Regions from separate parts of the Sus scrofa genome. Here all the other regions are linked to region 4. The links are chromatin contacts, called in public Hi-C, HiChIP or PLAC-seq and promoter capture Hi-C maps. All regions are on one chromosome and are shown on one strand. The core of a region is the stretch at or near the end of the contact, and the rest is flanking DNA. Distances in the headings are between cores, read along the strand shown.

Region 1 (3,449 bases), core at 179-2,678, 250 kb after region 4:
GTTCTGTATACGAAGTATTTGGACATCAATTACCGCATCTAGGTGAAAACTGGCGTTTCAAAGATTTCCTTTCAACCAGTAGAAAAAACAAAGCTTCCAGTCGCTACCGATCGCATTTTTAAAAATCCAACTACGACATCCAATTAAATGCCCTAATTTTGTACGTACAGCTCCATAACTGTTTACATGTTTACACATATCCGTACAGCCCTCCTCCTCTAATCACTTTGTTTTTTCAAATATTGTCATCTGACATCCCAACCAAATCTCTCTCCTTGGGGAGGGACGAGCTCCCTAGGCTCCCTTAAGAAGATGCGTGGATTTCAAAAGAAAAAAACCCTTTCCCGGGGGACGGGAATGGCAGCACGTAAATCCTAAAGCGGAGGAGAGGACACGGCCCGGCACTCGGTTCTGAGACAAAGATCAGAACCACCAACCTCAATAAACATACAAAGAAGAAATAACAAAAGCTACCGCTCCAGGGGGTGGGGGGCGAGGGCACCCGAGAAAGACGTTAGAAACGGATGACACGGCGGCGGAGCCGGCAGCAAGGCCACCTAGCCGGGACACGCGGCGACTTTCCCCGGCCTCGCAAGGTTGCGGGGAGGCGGGCTCCAAGCGACACCGCCAAGCCCCTTCCCGAACCTGCAAGCTGGGGATAGGGAGCGGCGGATCCGGCGACAATAAAAAGGAGGGAGGAGTCACCCTACCTCTGCCTGTGCGCGCCGCTCCGCCGAGCGCGGGGAGGCGGCGGGCGGTGCGGGGACCCGCAGCGACGCCGCGCGCGCCCCGGCCGCGGCGCCCTGCGGGGGTTGACGCAGCGCGGGCAGCGAGGCCGCGGCGGCGGCGGCGGCGGCGACAGCAACGCCGGCAGCCGCGGCGAGAGCAACGCCGGCACCGCAGTAGCGGCTGCGAAACGCCGGCTCCCCTCCCACCTCCGCCCGCCCCTTCCTCCGCAGTCTCGGCCCCCTCCCCGCGCCCGGCAGCGCTGCGTCTCACCTGCAGGTGACCTGTTTAGTCCAGCCGCCGCCGCCGCTGTCGCTGCCGCCTCCCCCGCCCCCCGCCCCCGGGGACGGGGAGGTGACTGCGGGGATAGGGGTGGGGGAGGCCGCTGCCACCGCCGCTGCTGCCGCTCCTGCTCCGGGTGTTGTGGCTGTTGTTCCGGGAGCTGCAGCCTCCGCCATTACTGTTTATCCCACACAGCAATGGCGCCGGAACTTCCGGGATCACATAGTTCCGGTCCGGCTGCGGGGAGAAGGCGGCGAGGCCAGGGGTAGGGAGGGGAAGGACACTGAGGCGGCCGCTCGCTCCCCGCGGCCCCGCGTCGCGTCTCGGAGCTTTCTCGCAGCTCGAAGTGCGGGCCAGAGCTGGAGAGCCCCCCGGGCACGCCCCCCCAGCGCGCTGATTGGTGGGCGAGGCAGCTCCGCCTGAGAGGGGCGGGGCTGGGGCGGGCTTCCCCAGGCTGCCCCTCCCCTCAGCTACCCACTACTGCCCCCAGGCTTCAAGTCTAGGGAACCAAAGTCCTCACTTTGCAGGGCTCTGACCCAGAACACTTCCCCCAGGGTGCCTGATGCAGTGGAGGGGGGGAGTGGGACTGGGGTTCTGGGTTTGAATCCAGACTTTCCAGGCTCTACACTGTGAACTTGGGCTAGATACCAATTTTCTCCCGGCTTCAGGTTCCTTATATCAAATGGGGATGAGTAGGTCCTACCACATAGGGTTGCTATGTGGTAGGTATGTATCGCAGTCACTGAACATAGCGCCTGGCGGGACTGAACACGTCTTCTCCTTTCAACCAAAGTTGTTAATAATGTTCTCTCCGTGGAGTTCCCTCGTCATCCAGCAGGTTAAGGATCTATCGTTGTCACTGCACTGCCCAGGTTGCTGCTGTGGATAGGGTTTGATCCCTGGCCCAGGAACGTCCACTTGCCTGGGGCACACACATAAAAAGTGTTATCCCTTAAATCCAAGAGAATAGCAAGATGGCTAAGCAAAGTCTGTGGAGTCAGCTGTCTGTCACTTCTAGGCTTCTGCCCAGACCCAGCAACGTGTTTTGGAGCAAGCCAACTTACCTTAATGCTCCTGCTTTCCATCTGTAAAAGAAGTGATGTTGCAGAAACTCTGTCCACTGGTGCCAAATAGAAATGTGGAGGCGGGGAGATAGGGAAAAAAAATCTTTATTACTTTGCCAGGCAAAGGAGACCACAGCAGGTTAAAGGTCTAAAGTCTGGAAGAGAATTGGAGGTAGTTTTATAGTTGGGGAGTGGAAAATAAGGCTACATATAAGGATCAGTGTAAACGCAAGCTTATATTCTTCTTCTAAGCTGGTGTTTAGTGGCCTCAGGACTGGTTCCGATGGTCCTCCTTTCTGGAACAAGAATGCTTCATCAAGTAGTTAACATCTTTCACTTATTGGGGGTTTTAGTTCTGCAGAAGAGCTCAAAGATATTGTTATGTATATTCCTGGAGGAGGAACCAAGACCCTGCCCCAAGGCTACACTATTGTTTCTTGACTGCTCCTCCCTGGTCTCTGCATCCCCCCCCTCTCTTCCCTAATTAGCAACTTTTGAACCTGCCCTTCAGGGATTCAGGGAAGGTCCTGGAGGCTGAATCAGACCTATTTTCTAAAAACAAGAAGTGAGGGACACTGAAAGGCTTTTCTGCCCAGGAGCCCCACAGAGTCCTGCTCGGTTTCAACAATATTAAAATAAGAATAGCTGTACCTACCCAGAGATGGTTGTGAAAATTAAATGAGAGTCCATGTAAAACCCTTAGAATGGTGCTTCACACTGCAGTTTTAACTTAATAGACAAGAACAAAAGCTGTCTGACACATCCCAGCTTCTAAGAGTTATTTCTAAAACAAGGAAAAATAGGAATTCCCGCTGTGGCTCAGTGCTTAATGAACTCAACTAGCAATGGACCCGGGTTCAGTCCCTGGCCTCACTTAGTGGGTTAAAGATCCAGGAATAACATGAGCTGTGGTGTAGTTTGCAGACACTATGCAGTTTGGATCTGGCATTGCTGTGGCTGTGGTGTAGGCCAACAGCTGAAGCTCGGATTTGACCCCTAGCCTGGGAACTTCCATATACCACGGGGGCAGACCTAAAAAATATAAAAAAATAAAACAAGGACAATTAAAACATATTTACCCCTACTTCCCTGTTAATGCCCACCATCTACTCAGATGCTGCAGTATTAAATCCTGAGCAGTTTTTCATAAGCCCTTAAATTTGCTTTTCAAGAGTCTCTGTGCTTTGAGGAGTTCCCTTTGTGGCTCTGCAGTAATGAACTCGACTAGCATCCATGAGGATGGGGGCTGGATCCCTGGCCTCCCTCAGTGGGTCAAGGATCCGGCGATGCAGTGGCTGTGGTGTAGGCCAGCAGCTACAGCTCTGATTCGACCCCTACCCTGAAAATTTCCATCTGCTGTGCATAAGGCCCTAAAAA
Region 2 (3,363 bases), core at 122-2,621, 160 kb after region 4:
TATAGGCCAACAGCAGCAGCTCTGATTCAACCCCTCACCTGGAAACTTTCATATGCCTTGGGTGTAGCCCTTTAAAAAAAAAAAAAAAAAAGAGAGCAAAACCCCTCTTGGTCTACTTATGATTCTCTTATACTTCATTCACATAGGCCAAAAAGTATACATTTTTAAGATATCAATTTTGCCTTCTCACTCGAACACTAGATCAGGGTCAGTAAACTCGGGCTCACGGGCCAAATCTGGCCAGGTCCATTTGTTCCATACTGTCCGTGGCTTCTTCTGCTCTAGAGTTGAGCAGTTGGGGCAGAGACTGTCCAGCCCCCCCAAAGCTAAAAACATTCACCATCTGGCTCTGCACAGAGAAAAAAAAAGTCTGCCAACTCCTACATGAGATATCAGATAAAAATTTCAAGTGGTGCCAATTTAGAGACAAGCTGAGGGCCACTATACATATTCCTCTGAACACACACTCCTAAAATAAAGTCTCAAAGAGAAGCTAAATACTTCAAGATGCTTTAGCCCAGGCAGAGTTACTGTCCAGCAATAATACCTCAGCAGCTGTGCTGAGGAGACTCGAACAGTCCTTACCGGTATAACGCCAGGCAGGCAACAAGCCTGGTAAAAGCTTATTGCCTGGACATGGGTAACAGGATTGCCTTCTTGGATTGAATAATTAGACTCAGATTCATCTTCATTTTCAGCACCATTCATTAATGGCCTGTGTGAGTCTTCTTCAAAATTTTCTTCTGCCTCAATGCCCGGGAGACCTACAAACAACAGTGACAGGCACGTTCAGAGGGCCACCCAGGTGCCCAACACTGTGCTAAGTGCTATGCAGACGTCACCACTTATGGGACCCATGTTACGAATCATCTCCATTTCACAGAAGCAGCCAGGACGGTTCAGAGTCCAAGGTCAATTAAGGTCAGAGAGCTCTTGAGCAACAAACCCAGGACTCTAATGCTCCTTTATCTGGCTTCAAGGCAATGCTTTTTCAACTACATCATACCCTCTTACATACAAAAAAAAAGTTAATTGTATACCATTAAACGGACATGTCTCTTTAATAACACTCAAAAGATAGAAGAAATGTACACATTTACTTCTGCGGTTTTGCTTGTACACGTCCTGTATTTAACCACAGACCAGTACACGAGATGATTTCCATGATGGAAAAGAAATCTGTCTCAAGAAGTGAAATTCAAAATACATCCGCGCCCATATCTAGCCAGCGTCTCCATTACAAACCCATTTGCGACGGATGAGTTTTCCCCGAAGCCATAAAAACGTGGGCCTCCCTCCCTCCAACACTGTGGCCGGGCCAGGCGAAGCCTTGGCATCTGCGAGACACAAACAGCAATACTGCTCCTTTCATTCACTGCAAACAGCTCACAGTTCTCCTGGAAAGAAAGGGCTGGGCTGCCCTGGCCACGGATGTCTCTTCGCCCGTAACCGTGAGAGCTTCTGGACAGAAGGAGACAGCTTCTCCTCACCGAGTTCCTCTGGGGACACCAGGAGTCCAAAGAAGATGACGATCCCACCAGCAAACTGCACGGCCGCCGTCACCAGGAAGGCGTACTGGAGGGAGAAGCAAGGTGAGCTGACACATCTGGGACACGGGTTCGAGGCAGTCACTGGAGGCAGGGGTGGGGGCGGGAAGGACAGGCTGACCGGGAAGGAAAGGACAGCTGAGGTCCCGGCCTGTGCCACGTGCCAGGCCCAGTGTTTTACCTGTGTTTTCTCACGAGTTCTTCCCAATGACTACACGGGCTTCAGAGAGGAAAATTAAGGTCTCTCGGACACTGAGTGCTACTAGGATGATTGTGAAACCAGAACCAGCTCCCCAAGTATCACTCTTTACACCACAAAGCCTCCCACGACAGACAGGAGCTGCCCTCCAAGGTATTGTTTAGCTGGGGGGAGGGACTAAACCATACACAGAAGAATAATAAAAGGCAGCATGCAGCCAAATAAATGAGACAGCTCAATCCCAACAGGAAAACATGCACAGGAATTCAGAAGCCAACAGCTAGGAGTTCCCTAGTGGCTCCAAGGGCTAAGAAGCGGCCTTGCCTTGTTACTGCAGCAGCTCATGTCACTGCTGGGGTGCAGGTTCAATCCCTGGCCCAGGAACTTGAATGTGCCAAAATCAAACAAATAACAACAACAACAACAATAAAAAAAACAAAACAAAACGGAAGGAAACAGCTAAAGAGGTTGAAGGAGGCTTTAGGGAAGAGCTGATAATCAGAGCAAGTGACCATCCTTCCCAGAACGACTACAGCAAAGGCACTGGGTGGGAGGGAGACGGAAAGCCTTCTGCATGGTGAGAGATGAGGGCTTCTGCTGGGGGTAACGGGAGAAAACCGATTTGGAAAGGTGCTATCAAGATGAAGGACTCAAGGGAGTTCCCGTCGTGGCTCACTGGCTAACGAATCCAACTAGGAACCTTGAGGTTGCGGGTTCGATCCCTAGCCTCACTCAGTGGGTTAAGGCTCCGGCGTTGCCGTGAGCTGTGGTATAGGTTGCAGGCACGGCTCGGATCCCGCATTGCTGCGGCTCTGGCATCCGCGGGCCGCAACAACTCTGATTCAACCCCTAGCCTGGGAACCTCCATATGCTGCGAGTGTGGCCCTACAAGGACAAAAGACAGAAAAAAAAAAAAAAGATGAAGGACTCAAAAGCCAGGCCGCGTTGTTGAATTTTATTTAAGAGAGAATGGAGCCTGGTGTGGCTAGGCGAGTGACAAAATGAGCGTTTCCAGAAGTCAAATCTCAGAGCAACAGGTAAGGTGAAACAAAATACCCACCGGAGCCAATGAGTACATCCAGGTGGGAAGCTAAGAAACCTAAAATCGTGACCCTGAATATAGGAAGGACTTCCCACTGACCCTAACTAGACCGAAATTCTTCAGGGATCAAATGCTTTGTGAGGGAGTTCCCATCATGGCTCAGTGGTTAACGAATCCGACTAGGAACCATGAGGTTGTGGGTTCGGTCCCTGCCCTTGCTCAGTGGGTTAACGATCCGGCGTTGCCGTGAGCTGTGGTGTAGGTTGCAGACGCGGCTCGGATCCCGCGTTGCTGTGGCTCTGGCGTAGGCTGTTGGCTACAGCTCCGTTTAGACCCCTAGCCTGGGAACCTCCATATGCCGCGGCAGTGGCCCAAGAAATAGCAAAAAAAAAAAAAAAAAAAAGACAAATGCTTTGTGAACTGCTTGAAAAATTTATCTGCTTTTGGAGCTCCCATCGTGGCAGAGCAGAAACGAATCTGACTAGTACCCATGAGACACAGGTTTGATCCCTTGCCTCTCTCAGAGGGTAAAGGATCCGGTGTTGCCGTGAGCTGTGGGGTAGGTCACAGACACA
Region 3 (3,217 bases), core at 347-2,846, 130 kb after region 4:
AATGGGTGACTTGTATATGTGTAAATTATATCTCAATAAAGCTTTTAATTATTTATTTATTTACTTTGCATTTTAGGGCTGCACCTAAGGCATATGCAAGGTCCCAGGCTAGGGGTCAAATCAGAGCTGTAGCTGCTGGCCTACACCACAGCCACAGCAATGCAGGATCCAAGCTATGTCTGCAACCCACATCACAGCTCAGGACAATGCCAGATCCCTAACCAACTGAGCGAGGCCAGGGATCGAACCCGAATCCTCATTGATCCTAGTGGATCCTTACTATTTAGCCACCACGGGAAGGTTTTTTACTTTAATTCAGGAAGTTCCCGTGTGGAGTGGTGGGTTAATGATCTGGCGTTGCCACAGCTGTGGTGCAGGTTGCAAGTTCGATCCCTGGCCCAGGAACTTCCATATGCCACATGTGCAGCAAAAAAAAAAAAAAAAAAAAAAAAAAAGTGATGTTCAGATGTTCAGAACTTTCCCAAACGAGACATCTGTGGAAGGGAGGTGTCGCTCCTACTTACCCTCAAGGTCTCTGGTCTCCCAGATTTTCTAGCTAGAGATGAGGATTCATACAAGATCTCAACACTGACGCAGGAAACAAGACCCTTTTGATACCTGCGCAGAATAACACAAAAATACTGAGTAACAAGATTATTCTAAGAGCTGAGCATGGAGCAAGCTGGAGCAGGGCTGACTAGACGGGGGAACGCCAAAAATAAGGCCTTTGGAGAGAGGAAAGTGGCTTAGAAAACAACGTGAAAGATGAGTGAGAAAAGTAAGCGAGAAAGAACAGAAGGAATCAGGGAAGCCCAGAGCCTGAGGAAAGGAGAGAGGAAAAGACGTGTCAAGAAGCATCCTTGGGAGTTCCCGTCATGGCTTGGTAGTAATGAACCTGACAAGTATCCATGAGGATGCAGGTTCAGTCCCTGGCCTCACTCAGTGGGTTAAGGAGCCGGCATTGCTGTGAGCTGTAGTGCAGGTCCCCGACACACCTTGGATCCCACGTGGCTGTGGCTGTGGCGTAGGAGCGAAGCTGCCCGCTCGGATTCGACCCCTAGCTGGGAACTTCCATGTGCCGCGGGTGTGGCCCTAAAAAAAAAGACAAAAATAAATATCTTTAAGGCTGTGAGCCTGGGAGGATGAGGTTGCCACTGACGGTTAAAGACAAAGCACAAAATGTGAGAATTAGGGTACAGTGGAGACTCCCAGGCCAGTAATCAGAGAGAACCACTTAATGAATAAGGATCAAAATGTGTGCTGATGCCTAAGGTTACTCAGAAATGTTGCAAGCAGTGTATCAAAGAAAGACCACCAGGAAAGCTATGTGGGAAGTGGGTTTGCAGGGACTGGTGAGAAAATGAAATCTATTCCGCTGGGCTGCCAGCAGGGTATCGTGGTGATTGCCAGGCAATTGAAGATTGGAAAATGAGTAACAAATTGGGGCTAGAGAGAAAAATTTAGTAGACATTGGGATGTTTTAGAAACATATGAGAAAATGAACTTTGTAAAAGCAGAACTGGAGGAGTTCCCTGGTGGCTTAGTGCGTTAAGGATCCTGCGTTGTCATTGCTATGGCTCAGGTTCAATCCCTGGCTCTGTAACTTTCACATGCCATGGGTGTGGCCCAAAAATGAAAAAGAAAAAAAGAAGTAATGGAACTAGAACAGAGGAAATGAAACCTTCATTAAGTTCTACCTCCCACTTACCAGGACTTTATGAGAGGATTGTTCAAAATGATGAGAAGGTAGTTCTGACTTTCTTTCTTTTTTTTCCTTCTAGGTAAGAGCATCTTACAATAGTCCTGACTTCCTAGAGTTTCACAGATGGGAGATGACAAAGCTAAAAATAGAGTATGAACCAGAGTGTCTGGAACACAGAAGATGTTGCCTAGAGAGTTTTCTTAGAATTGAGGATTAGGAGGAAAAGGAGACGTCAGAATGGAGAGAAAGTAGAAAGTAGAATTCAAAGAGTAAGAAAGCAGTTAACAGCATCAAAAGTCAAGAATGGAGCCTGCCAGCTTTAATGAGAAAGCAATGGCTGGGAGTTCCCGTCATGGCTCAGTGATAATGAGCCTGACTAGTATCCATGAGGACACGGGTTTGATCCCTGGCCTCACTCAGGGGGTTAGAGGATCCGGCGTTGCCGTGAGCTGTGGTATAGGTCACAGCCAAGGCTCAGATATGGCATTGCTGTGGCTGTGGCATAGGCTGGCAGCTGCAGCTCTGATTCAAACCCTAGCTGGGAACTTCCACATGCTATGGATAGGGCCCTAAAAAGCAAGAAAGGAAGCAAGCAAGCAACCAATGCCTGGGGGAATAGCTTCAATAAAAATTTAACTTATCAGACACAACCTAGAATAGATTTATAAGGAGATCCTGCTGAATAGCATTGAGAACTATGTCTAGATACTCATGTCGCAACAGAAGAAAGGGTGGGGGAAAAAACTGTAACTGCAATGTATACATCTAAGGATGACCTGACCCCCTTGCTGTACAGTGGGAAAATAATAAAAAAAAAAAAATTTAAGAGGAGTTCCTATTGGGGCGCAGGGGAAACGAACACGACTAGGAACCATGAGGTTGCGGGTTCGATCCCTGGCCTCGCTCAATGGGTTAAGAATCTGGCATTGCCATGAGCTGTGGTGTAGGTCACAGACACGGCTCGGATCCTGCATTGCTGTGGCTGTGGTGTAGGCTGGCAGCTGTACCTCTGATTCATTCCCTAGCCTGGAAACCTTCACATGTCACAGGGGCGGCCCTAAAAAAAAAAAAAAGCAAAAAAAGTTAAAAATAAGAGTAAAAATTTAAGATAAGAAGCATAAAAAGCTGAAAATATTTAAAAAGCTAAAAAAATAAAAAATAAAAGTAAAATTTAAGAAGCATAAAGAGCTGAAAGGGAAGGATGGATGTTGTCTGCAAATACATCAAGCAACAACAGCCGTCTGTGTTGCTCTGGAAGGAGGATTCAGGACCAGTGGCAGCAAGTGCAAGCTCGTCACCCAGGAGGACACATTTGATAACACTTAGAGCCTCGCCAGGAGAGCACGGCCGGATGTGCGGGCGTGGGAGCGTATGTGGGTGCATGCGTGGGTAGACCATACGTTTGCAGACTTGATTACCATCCACAGGAAAAGGGATGGCTGAGGCTCAAAACCGAGAAGCCTGGAGAGAGAGCTGAAAGACCAGAGAGAAGCTAAAGGAGTGGAATTTATTTAT
Region 4 (3,255 bases), core at 197-2,696:
GCCGCCCTTTATTAGCCTCACACTTTGATTACAAAACACACGAGTCGGCGGCTCGGCGGCGGAGGCGGCCCGAGCTCTCACAAACGTCAAACCCAAACGCAGGCAGCGGCTGAGGCACAAGGCGACGCTCGCCGCCCCCGCCACCCGACCCCAAGTCCCCACCGAACGGCGCAAGTTCGCCTGCACCAGGCCCCCGGGCGCTGGCCCCGGGCTGCCCGGGGGTCGCCGGCCCTTCGGGCGACGGGAAATTTCACTCTCTGTAAAGTTTGAGCGGCGGCGCGGGGGCGGCCCGGGGGCGGCGGGGACGAGAGGCTGTGCCTCCGGGCCCCGCTGCCCACTCCATCCGCTCCACCCCCGCCGGGACGGGCTGCGCCGGGGTGACGGGTGGTTGGCACGACCGCAGCCGACCTGACGCCCCGCTCGGGACCCCCGGCCCAAACTTCCGACTGGCATCTTTCAAGTCCCCGAAAGTGCCTCATCTGTTGCTCTGTTTACTCCGCGGAACCCCACCGGGCGGGCGCTGCCGACGCCCCCGTCCCAGAGCCCGGGGGCCGAGGAAGTTTGATAAAGACAGGGGAAGGGGGCGCGACCGGGACCCGCAGAAAGAGGGCAATTTCTGGAGACCCCGGGCCGGGGCCAGCCGGTCGCCGCCCGGAAGGAAGGCGGGGAGGGCGGCCGGCCGGGCGGCGACTTCGGGCTGGGAGTCCCGGGCGGGCGGGCGGCCGGGCGGGGCGGCGGCCGGGCTGCGGGCGCGGCGAGGGGCGGCGGGCCGGGCCGGCGCTCCGCCCGCCGCCTCCGCCGGCGCCTGCCCCGGCCGCGTCCCCTCGCCCGGGTCTCCCCCTGCCAACTTCTCGGCCGGCCCCCTTTGTTCCCGTTTGTTGTGGCGACTCTTCGCCCAGCCAGGCGATCCCACCAGCCCCCCTCAGCCCGCCCGGCGCCCGGCGAGCCCGGGACCCCGCGCGCCGCGCTGCCCGGGCCGAGGGCTAGGAGCCGGAGCCCCTGAGCGCTCGACGCGGCGCGGCGGCCGAGCGGAGAGCGGCTCGGGCGGCCGGCGCGGCGACGGCGGCGGTTAGCCGGTGGCCGGCGGCAGCGGCGGCGGGGCTAGAGGGGGTTTATTTACCTGCCGTGGAACCAGTCCTTGCAGATATCGCACTCGATCATGAAACGGTTCACGTCGTACGGCTGCCGGCACACACAGTACACCGGCGGGGGCGGCGGGGGAGCCGAGGCCCGGCCGGGAGCCGCCACCGACACGGCTGCCGCGGCGGCTCCAGCTGCTGCTCCCGCGGCCACCGCCGCCGCCGCTCCGGCCATCTTTAAAAAACACACACACGCTCGCTCGCTGCTCCGCTCGCCGACTGGAGCGAGCGCAGCCGCCAGCCAGCGCCGCCTCCTGCAGCAGCCGGAGCAGCAGCCGCGGCGCCGGCGGCGGCGGCGGCGGCGGCGGCGGCGGCGGCTGCGCCCCAGTGCGCGCGCGCGCGAGGCCGCGGCCCGGCGAAGGGGGGCGGGTCAGCGGCGGGCGGCGGCGCGCGCACGACGCGCGAGGTCCCGGCCCGGCTCCTTCCGGCGCTCCGCGCGGGGCCGTGCGTCTCGCGCACGTCCTCCTGCCGCCGACGCGCGCACCGCGCTCCCCTCGCGTCGGCCGGGCGGAGGGACAGGCTGAAGGGCACGCGGGGCGGGGGAGGCGGAGAGAGAGGCGGAGGGAGGCGGAGGGAGCCAGAGGCTCCCTGAGGACACGCGCTGTGGCGCTGGGAGCGCGGCCGCAGGAGGAGAACTGCGGGAGCGCGCGAAGAGCCGGCTTCTCGGTTTCTGAGTGAACGCCGAGGCCGGGGAAGTTCCTGCGCAGTGGAAAGCGGCGCACGCTGCGTTTATGCTCAGAGCCGCAGAACCGAGGAAAGGAGAACGCTGCCGGAGCCACCTCCCGAAGTCACCTAGCAGCCTCCCCGAGACCTCCGGGGTCCGAGTCGAGGGTTAACACCACGGAGAGCGGGTTATGCCCGGCAGATGGGCAGGAGTGTGCTGGGGAGTCATTCAAACTTCCAAAACGTCCCAGCCGATTTCCCACCGACTAGCCAGGAGATTAGTGTTGATGGAGCCACTAGTAGGTGAAGGAGGTTGTTCCCAAGAGGAATTCAGTTAATTCAGTCTGTGCGCCGAGAGGGGCCAGGCTTCAAATGTAGTGGGTGGAGAAAGGACCGGAGAGGAACTCGGCGTGTTTATAAATAACGTGAGACGCGAACGCTGAGTTCCAAGTTTGGAAGGTTGGGATAAAATTCTAAATGTGATGACGCCTCGGGAAGGGGCTGCCACGAAAACCAGATAATACGGTACTTGGCACATAATAGGCCACTAATAAATGTTTTTGAATGAAGGATGTGATTGATAAGGATAAAAACAGCTAGCACATACCGAATAGAGAAAAATTGCCTTGGAATCATAACCACGCAAATTGGAAGGGATGTTAAGAATTATGGAATCAGATATTTGTAGCTGAATTTCGCAGGCGTTTCTATCAATGGTAAAATCCCAATAGCTCCAGGTCTCACTCAGCCCCAGGCAGAAAATCACTGATTTATTCTAATCTTTTTATAATTGAGGAAAGCAATTAAGTTGCCTCAAGTGTCAGATATGAGCTTAAGCTAAAGTTTTTAAGTTCGATTCTGTATCCAGTCCTCTCTCTACCGCTCTATTGCTTGTCACATATGTTTTGGGAAAAGAAAAACCTGGAAATCAGAGTTAATCCCAGAATGAATGAGTTTGAAACACTTCTACTAGTGAAAAGAGAATAGTTACTGTGATTTTGGCATATGTTTAGAGGCATCCTGGATTGGTGGAGTGAAAAAAAAGGCTTACATTCAGACCCTGTATTATGGAAGCTGAGTGACCTTGGGCAAGTCACTCCATTTCTCTTGAATTAAATCCTTGAACATCTGTTCAAAGAAAAATTGTGGATAATATCTTCCTTAACTACTTCACAGAGGCTTATTAACAAGCAAGGGGATCATGTATCTTTTTGTGTGTGTCTTTTTTTTTTAGGGCCGTAGCTGTGGCATATGGAGGTTCCCAGGCTAGGGGTCCAACTGGAGCTGTAGCCGCCAGCCTACACAGCAGCCAAGGCAACACCAGATGCAAGATGCTTATGTGAACTGCACCACAGCTCATGGCAACGCTACATCCTTAACCCACTGATGGAGGCCAGGGATCGAACCCGCAACGTCATGATTCCCAGTCGGATTTATTTCCACTACACCACCA

The links. Promoter capture Hi-C pulls out the DNA fragments that hold promoters and counts their contacts. A called contact is a pair of places that touch in the nucleus more often than the background predicts. HiChIP or PLAC-seq counts read pairs in DNA pulled down with a chosen protein or histone mark.
Region 1: a promoter capture Hi-C map of fetal liver shows a contact between it and region 4, with 2.4 times the contacts expected there. The contact joins the promoter of MKRN1 here to the promoter of KDM7A in region 4. A contact is called at or near these places in 1 of 5 promoter capture datasets (fetal liver) and 1 of 47 Hi-C or Micro-C datasets (embryonic fibroblasts).
Region 2: a Hi-C map of skeletal muscle shows a contact between it and region 4, with 2.3 times the contacts expected there. The contact joins the enhancer-like site here to the promoter of KDM7A in region 4. A contact is called at or near these places in 2 of 5 promoter capture datasets (fetal liver and liver), 2 of 47 Hi-C or Micro-C datasets (brain and skeletal muscle) and 2 of 2 datasets of contacts at active chromatin or transcription factors (alveolar macrophages and skeletal muscle).
Region 3: a contact with region 4 is called in an H3K27ac HiChIP or PLAC-seq map of alveolar macrophages. The contact joins the enhancer-like site here to the promoter of KDM7A in region 4. A contact is called at or near these places in 3 of 5 promoter capture datasets (fetal liver, fetal skeletal muscle and liver), 6 of 47 Hi-C or Micro-C datasets (alveolar macrophages, embryonic fibroblasts, mesenteric adipose tissue and 3 more) and 2 of 2 datasets of contacts at active chromatin or transcription factors (alveolar macrophages and skeletal muscle).

The regions. Positions count from the first base shown.
Region 1 is chr18:9,331,616-9,335,064 of Sscrofa11.1, reverse strand. It overlaps MKRN1 (E3 ubiquitin-protein ligase makorin-1), which reads right to left and starts at 1,428. Exons shown (of 8, transcript XM_003134608.4): 1 at 1,000-1,428. The coding sequence starts at 1,184.
Region 2 is chr18:9,424,154-9,427,516 of Sscrofa11.1, reverse strand. SLC37A3 (solute carrier family 37 member 3) reads right to left here. Exons shown (of 10, transcript NM_001244154.1): 10 at 1,109-1,575. The coding sequence ends at 1,387. Among named protein-coding and RNA genes, the nearest start is that of RAB19, 35 kb to the right of the region's middle. Within about 2 kb of position 1,371, at least 2 of the 83 cell types and tissues checked have an H3K27ac peak or open chromatin away from gene starts, as enhancers often do. A contact at or near this core is called in skeletal muscle, where this site is marked.
Region 3 is chr18:9,447,145-9,450,361 of Sscrofa11.1, reverse strand. No RefSeq gene overlaps it. Among named protein-coding and RNA genes, the nearest start is that of RAB19, 58 kb to the right of the region's middle. Within about 2 kb of position 1,596, at least 2 of the 83 cell types and tissues checked have an H3K27ac peak or open chromatin away from gene starts, as enhancers often do. A contact at or near this core is called in alveolar macrophages, where this site is marked.
Region 4 is chr18:9,579,659-9,582,913 of Sscrofa11.1, reverse strand. KDM7A (lysine-specific demethylase 7A) reads right to left here and starts at 1,446. Exons shown (of 20, transcript XM_003134614.4): 1 at 1,121-1,446. The coding sequence starts at 1,314.